Regions from separate parts of the Mus musculus genome. Here region 1 is linked to region 2. The links are chromatin contacts, called in public Hi-C maps. All regions are on one chromosome and are shown on one strand. The core of a region is the stretch at or near the end of the contact, and the rest is flanking DNA. Distances in the headings are between cores, read along the strand shown. Region 1 has its middle 150 kb from the start of Gm29835. Region 2 has its middle 24 kb from the start of Gm36441.

The links. A called contact is a pair of places that touch in the nucleus more often than the background predicts.
Region 1: a Hi-C map of liver shows a contact between it and region 2, with 4 times the contacts expected there. The contact joins two enhancer-like sites. A contact is called at or near these places in 5 of 484 Hi-C or Micro-C datasets (all in liver) and 1 of 115 datasets of contacts at active chromatin or transcription factors (liver).

Annotation. Positions count from the first base shown.
Region 1 is chr12:25,824,887-25,828,250 of GRCm38.p6, reverse strand. No RefSeq gene overlaps it. Among named protein-coding and RNA genes, the nearest start is that of Gm29835, 150 kb to the left of the region's middle. Within about 2 kb of position 1,255, at least 3 of the 459 cell types and tissues checked have an H3K27ac peak or open chromatin away from gene starts, as enhancers often do. A contact at or near this core is called in liver, where this site is marked.
Region 2 is chr12:25,231,400-25,235,191 of GRCm38.p6, reverse strand. No RefSeq gene overlaps it. Among named protein-coding and RNA genes, the nearest start is that of Gm36441, 24 kb to the right of the region's middle. Within about 2 kb of position 2,026, at least 43 of the 459 cell types and tissues checked have an H3K27ac peak or open chromatin away from gene starts, as enhancers often do. A contact at or near this core is called in liver, where this site is marked.

The sequences.
Region 1 (3,364 bases), core at 6-2,505, 590 kb before region 2:
AAGGAGACTAGCTCCAAAAGCAGCCCTGCCCACAGTGGACCATGGACTTCCAGCTTCTAGAAATATGATGAAATCAATGTTTGTTGTTTCTGGCACAAAGTGTAGCCCTTCCCAACAGAACTGAGGCTTTACTCCCATGTCCGTGAAGGATCAAGGTGAAGATGCTATCACATGCTTGCACTGGCTTGCTAGCCACAGCAAGCACAGTGCTAGCAACATGTAAAGATGAGGCCATGGAGGCCAAGGATGATCCAGGTGGGTGCAAAACAAGGATCAGAGCAAATGATGAGAGCCAGAAGATGGTCTGAGGGCAGTATTAGGCAGTGAGCTGGCAAATGGTTCCCCAATGATGGACTTGTATTTGACGTGTATTTGTGTCTGCTCTGGAACTTTGACATGAGGCTAGACCTCAGATAACAAAGTCCTGAAGATTGAGGCCAAACACCAAGATTTATTTAAAAATATTCCCTTCATGATTCAAATATGCAACTAGAAACTGACTTACAGAGAGTGTGAGACCTCGTCACAGCACCTCGGCATGATTACTTCTTCTCCCCTTTCGGCCTCTAAAATGTGAACACCACACAGTGACCTCTGCTTGCTCTGAACTTAGCCTGAAGAAGCACACCAAACATGACTGCTTGTGATGGGGAAAAAAAAAATCTCTTGTCATTCTGGCTTAGCTCTTTGTTTCTGGCTGAAGATAAAAGTAAAAAAAAAAAAAAAAAGTAGATTAAATGAAATTTCAAACTCAGAATAAATAATATAAGGACGTCAGCAGTATGTAAAATAAATGACTTGGGTGGGTGTGGTGGGATCTTATTTGTATCCGTGATTAAATGCATGCTGACTTTAATTCTTTCAGAAGTGACTTTTCACTAGTGTTTTAGATGTCTGTCACCTTTTCTTGTCAGGCTCTTTCAAAATATCCCTAAGTAAATTAAAAAAAAAATGGCTCTGAAACATCACGTGTCATTAAAAGGATGATTGCTGCACACTGCATGGAGATGGGTTATACTGTATCCCTGTATTTTGATTCCTAACAACGACAGGGATTTATGTCCTAGCTTAGCACCCCCTGCTTCACCAAGGCACTGTGCACTTTTTATCTGTAAGAAAATGTCAAAAGGGGGAGCTAGTTAGCTAATTGATTAGAGATTGGGGCTCAATGTTTGCAGGCAGAAGAGGCTTTCAGAGGTCATGGAAAGCCCTGGGCTGTGTTCTCACATTCTGCCCTGGGAAGGATTTTATCCCACCCCCCACCCCACCCCGTTTTCCCAGGAGGACAGCCCATTTCAGCCCTCTCCTGCCTCTCCCATCAGCCGAGCACAGGAGCTGATTACTGTTTGACAACAAGACAGAAGTGGATTTTAGCTGCGTAGCTCACAGAAGCTGAGCCACCAATGGAAAAACCGGTGGCTGAGCTCCACTCCTTGCAGTTTGGAGCCACAAAAGTACAAAGGTGAAAGAAAAGACTGCAGCAGAGGCCTGGGGCCTCCATTGAGCAGAAGCACATTCCTACCATCTTTCAGGGCAGCTCTGCACTCATGCTAATGCGTGCTAGTTCATGTGATGAGACTCTGTGAGCCAAACACGGGCCAAGTCATGATGAGAGGTGGGCATTGCCAGGCCCTCCCTCTGCTTCAGATTCTTCTCTAGTGTCTCTGGCCCTCTTCCTCCTCTCCCAGCATCGCTTCAGCCACCCAAGAACCTCACTTTCACCCTCTTCTGCTCAAGCTATTATTTTGGAACCAAGATCAAACAAAGTTGTTTTTCTGATTTTTTTTCCTGCTTGCTTTATCATTTTCTCCCTTAGAAAATCAGTTGCCGCCTACACTCGCACCTGTGTAAGGCAGCCCTGAGACACAGCATGGGCCCAGCCAAGCTCAGACTCTTGAGCAAACATCCCCCAAAGGGACCAGTAGCCTGTGTGCATGTATGTGTGTGACTGTCTGTTTCTATGAAACATTACCAGAATATACTAATGACTTATAATACATTGTATTCCTATCCATCAGAACCCTTAAGAAATGCCAGGTCTTTAATAGGAGGCACACGATATTAGGAATTCTAGGGGATCAGCACTTATTCTTGTGTAGAAATATGTGTGCATTTATAGACATACTTGATACACCTACAGTATTTTTATAATTTAAAAATTATTTCAATGCATTTTCTCATGTGATCTAGAGAAGAAAATAAAATAGAGCAGCCATCCCTCCAGCACATGGCTTCCTTCACATGGAATGCTCTCAGACTGTAGGATGGAACATGAGTGCAGTGTGTGTATCTGTGTATCTGTGTACATGCGTGCATGTATGCATGCATGTTTGGCTTGGCACATTGAAAAGTCAAAGGTCAAGACTCTAAGCTAACCAGATATAAGAGCTATGTTCATTGACGCACACCTGTGATCTCAGCATTCAAAGGACTGAAGCAGGAGGACTATTGCAAATCTAAGGCCAATCTGGTTTACATGGTAAGTAGTTCCAGACCAGCCAGGGCATCGCAGGAAGACTGCATAAGAGGTTCCTCTCCTCTCCTTTCCTCTTCTCTCCTCTCCTTTCCTTCTTTCTTTCCTCCCTCTCTTTGTTCTTTCTTTCTTCTCGTATTTTTGTCCTGAGCAAAGATCTCATATAACCCAGGCTGTCTGTCAACTCAATGATGACCCTAAACTTCTCACCTTCCTTTCTCCATAGCCAATGAGCTAGGATTTCAAGCTTACACCACTATGCCCAGTTTTTGTAGTTGTGAGGACCTAACCCAGGGCATTATATATGATAGGCAAGTACTCTTTGAGTTACATCTCCAACCCCTCCCCGAAAAAAAAAAATCATTCTTACACATATAATAGATTTCAAAGACTTGATGCCACCCTGCTTGACCAATGTATGGCTAGATAGCCACTTGGAGTTGAGACCTTGGTGGACAGAGTTGTAAGGGATATTCTGGTCTACACTGAGTTGGTTCAAGTTCATGTATCTTCTGGAAAGAAGCACACTCATGATTATTCATGTTCAAGTCTAGAGATGGGAAGTATTGAAAGTCTGACCTCTCAAAACAGCCTGGATCCTTTTCTGAAGGGATAACCGAGATTTCTAAGCAGCCAATAAAATAAACCAGGATACCTTGAGCCTTCTTGAAGCTGAACTCTTCCTCTGGCTATCATTTCCTACTCTTCTCATGAATACCATCCCGATGCTATCTACAGCCTTCCTAAAACCCACAGATATCCCATGGACTTGCTGAGGCACTTGCCTTGATATGGCCTGTGCATGCTAGACAAGTGTTCTACCAACTAAAGAGAGGGGCACCTGCACAGAATCAGAGGAAACTTGGGAACACATCATGAAGGCAGTAAGTA
Region 2 (3,792 bases), core at 777-3,276:
CCAACAATAAATTTAGTCCCCGTTTTTCTAACAAGTACCTTATCAGGAACAAAGATTTTTTTTTTTTAGAACACAGACCCTACATAATGGCAAAGCTAGCCTGGGACACCACCACCCCCTTCACTCCCCCACCCCCAGCCCTAGCCCCTCACCCGGCCTTAATTTCCCAAGGCATGATCTTGCTGCCACAAAACTGGGTGTAAGCATGAGTCTGGAAGCAATCACATACTATCATTTGAAAACACAGTGAGATTTTGTTTTTCTGGGTAAACTGGCCTGTGTGTTGTTCGTGTTGCTTTATCTTGAGCTAATATTTGCTTGCAATATTTTTGAGTAACAAGCCAATTCCAGCGTGGCTTCCCATCACAGATTGCAAACGTCAGTCCTGAGAAGGGTCCAGAATGAGTGGCAAGGGAATCAGCAGAAAGTGAATCCTATTCTTCTACTGCTTTCAGGCCAAGTCTGTGAGACCTTTCTTTTCTCAAGGGCTAGCTTGTTCATTTTATCCATCACCTACAAATCAGCCAATAACAGTATTCAGAGAGCCCCCAGAGAGGTTCATGGCTTTGACCAACCTCACACAGTAAGCCAGTAGAGAAGCCACAAACCCAGACACGAACTCCCCAGACTCTGACTCCAACTGTGTGTCTGTTAACTTCTCTGAGAAAATGCATGATCTGAAACTGCCATTTACAAGGCTTTCAGTAATAAAGAGGAGGCTCGGCTGTAGCTCAGTTTGTAGAATTCTTGCCAATATACATGGTGCCTTGGGCTTGAGCTTCAGCACCACAGCAACCAAGTCTATAGTCCCAGTTCTCAGGTAGAGACAGGGAGCCAAAGTGTAAGGTAACCCTCAGCCTCTGCTACATAGGAGTTGGAGACCCGAATGGGGAAAGACAGAATTAACAGCTTTATTGAATTGCCATCCTTCATACACCGTGACAAATCAGTTACTCGTATTTCTGCCCAAAGACATTTACAACTTATCAGACCCTTTACAGGAAGCAACCAAAGCCCGGACAACGTTGGGTCAATGGTGGTGGGACCACACCTCAATGGGACTGCTGCTTAGCTGCAATGTCTCTTACCTTCTATATGAGCTGTATCCTCATGTGAGGACCTGGAAGATGGACTTGAGGAAGCAGCAGCCTCTGGATCTCTTTGTCCTTCTTCTTAATTTGGCCACATTGAGTAAATATTTTTCTGCTTTATAATAACAATTATTATTATACAATAATTAACAGTCATTATTATACATTAATAAATAAATCTGTTACATTCCAGACTTTGGCGTGTTTTCTCACTCACTTCTGTCCATGCTCAGATTTTTTTTAATGCACTCTAAATTAGTTTTGATCTTCTTATTCAATTGCAGAACTTGAAAAACAACGTTCTCTAATCTCAAATGGATACAGGCAGAAACAATTTCTCCCCCCCCCCCCCCATCTGTGTCTTCTAACAGTTGGATAGCTGTATCAAATTATTCTATGAAAACTGGTTGGAGGGTTTGCTGAGAGCCTCTGAATTACAACACTCTTGCTTGCCCCTCCAAGCCTGCGGCTCATAACCTTGACCTTGCTCATGGGACTCTCAGAGCCTTAGGCTCTGCTGAAGACAGAGTCCCCTTGAGTAGCCAGGAAACTTTTACAAATTTCATTGACAGACAATATTCCCTAAAGGTTAGTTAACTGTTAACTAGTGGGAGGCAGCAAGGGTGAGCTTCTCTCAGCTTTTTAGACGAAGAACTCTTTTGCCCCCACGTGAACAGCTTCATGTGGCTGCTACTTGGTGGCTGATGGTGACAGGCAAGCACAGAGAGGAGGTGTCCAGCAGCCCCAGGAACATTTTCGCACTGATTAAACCTGTCTGAAGGAAGGCTGCATTTGTACAAGGAGTGCTGGCTGGGAGATAACTCAGAAATCTTGGCACTACTACAGAACCAATATTTTTACAGAGGTGACACCATCTTAAACAATGTCCCCAGTGTGCAGGCTACAAGTGGCCCTCTATCCACAGCCAGGAAGGGTGACTGTCCTGCCACCTCTTCTGAGCGAAGAGACTCAGAGGGGGGCAGGAAATAGGAGTGAGCATGCTAGGGGCACAGACAGGAAAGCCACTTCAGGGCTCTCATTCTGTAAGGAAGCCACCCCTATCCCCCCACCCCATGCCAATGCTGGCTTCCCATGGTAGAGACAGGCTACAGCGTCACCATCTCAAAGGCCAGATATTCTGCTCTATTTGTTTTTCCAAGCCTGTGTGGAAACAGCCAGGCACAAAGGCAACAGCACACTGTAGTTTCTCCTCCTGTGCCCTCAAGTTCCGGCACCACACAGACAGGTGCAAGGGCACCATGTGCCATGGCCTCCTCCCTCTTTGGCCTGAGCTCTTTCTCTGGAGAAGTGCCACGTGTCCCTCACTCTGTCAACAGCAACCTCCTTCTTCCTAGAATATCATTTCTTCCCAAAGCCTTTATCATTTCCCAGCAAAAGCAAAAACAAACCACACACACACACACAAAAGTGCCTGCTGCCCCAGTCCCCAGCATGATCTAGGGTGGGTGGTCCAGCTGGGGTGAGATAGAGGCATCCCAAAGTCTCCTTTTGTGCAAACAGGTGGGTAGGGAGCTGGAAAGTAGCCCAGGCCATATCACAAGGTTCTTGGCTAAGGCCGAAGGCCAGGGGACAGTGGCATCTGTGTATCCACTGTATTTGTTTTCTGAGCTAATATAACCAAGGCCCATGAATGGGATGCACAACAGATATGAACTCCCCGGTGGCTCTGGAGGCTGAGGACCACCTTCAAATCAAAGTGTGCCATGTTCCCTCTCAGGCTGTGGACACGCTGGGGACCCTCGTTTCGCCTCACCTTTAGCTCAACCTGTCTTTTCTTTTACTTCTTCAACAAGGTCCAATGAGCCATATTTTGACAAATTACATGATGTGCTGTCTCTTTCCACACGTAGTTAACAAACACTCTAGAATCACACCCCTTCCAGCAGACTCCAGCTCTTCCTTTTCCTGAAGTGTGCCAAGTTGGTTAATGTCCTGAAGCTGATGATCGTGTCGGTAAAGTAGTGAGATACAGAGACCAGTACTCCTAGAGACTGTCATTCACAGCCAGGGCCTGTCACATGGTGAGCAGTCAGTGTGCCATAGCTATTGATAGTCTCTGAGCTTGGACATTTTTGCAAAGCATCAGATGTAGGTCTAAAAGCACAAGAGAAAGTAAAACCTACTGGGTCCCCGCCACAGACAGGCTCTCCCTTTTGTTATTCCTGATAGGGGAGTCCTCAGGGTCAGATCACACACTAACTTGGGGGCAGGGTGTCACATGTGTCACATGAGGTAGGGAAAAGATGCATTTGAGCCACAAGGCAGCTTCCTTCCAGAAACTAAAACATGCCAATTGTCTCGGCACAGCCACACGAAGCTTTGATGTCCCTGAAGTCTGTACACTAGGAGAGAGGTCACCCTGTGCCTCAGGGATGGTGACTGGCTTCAGCCTCAAGGAGGGAAACCTCGGGCCAGGCAGCATCCTGTCTCCCTGAGGCATCCTCTCCTCCTCTTCTCTCAGAACATACCTGCCTCTGAGAGTAGCCTCGGGAGCCACATCCTTCCTCCTCCACATTCAGTCCTGTGCAAAGGCCCTGCCTCCAAAGGACATCCATTCTCTGGCCTTCTGCAAGGCAGGTCCCTGTTAGGAAATCTGTATATTTTCCTTTAACTCTTCAGCTACCATCCATCCTTCACCCACTACAATATCATGGCTCCATCTTTAGTGCACCCCTAGGCA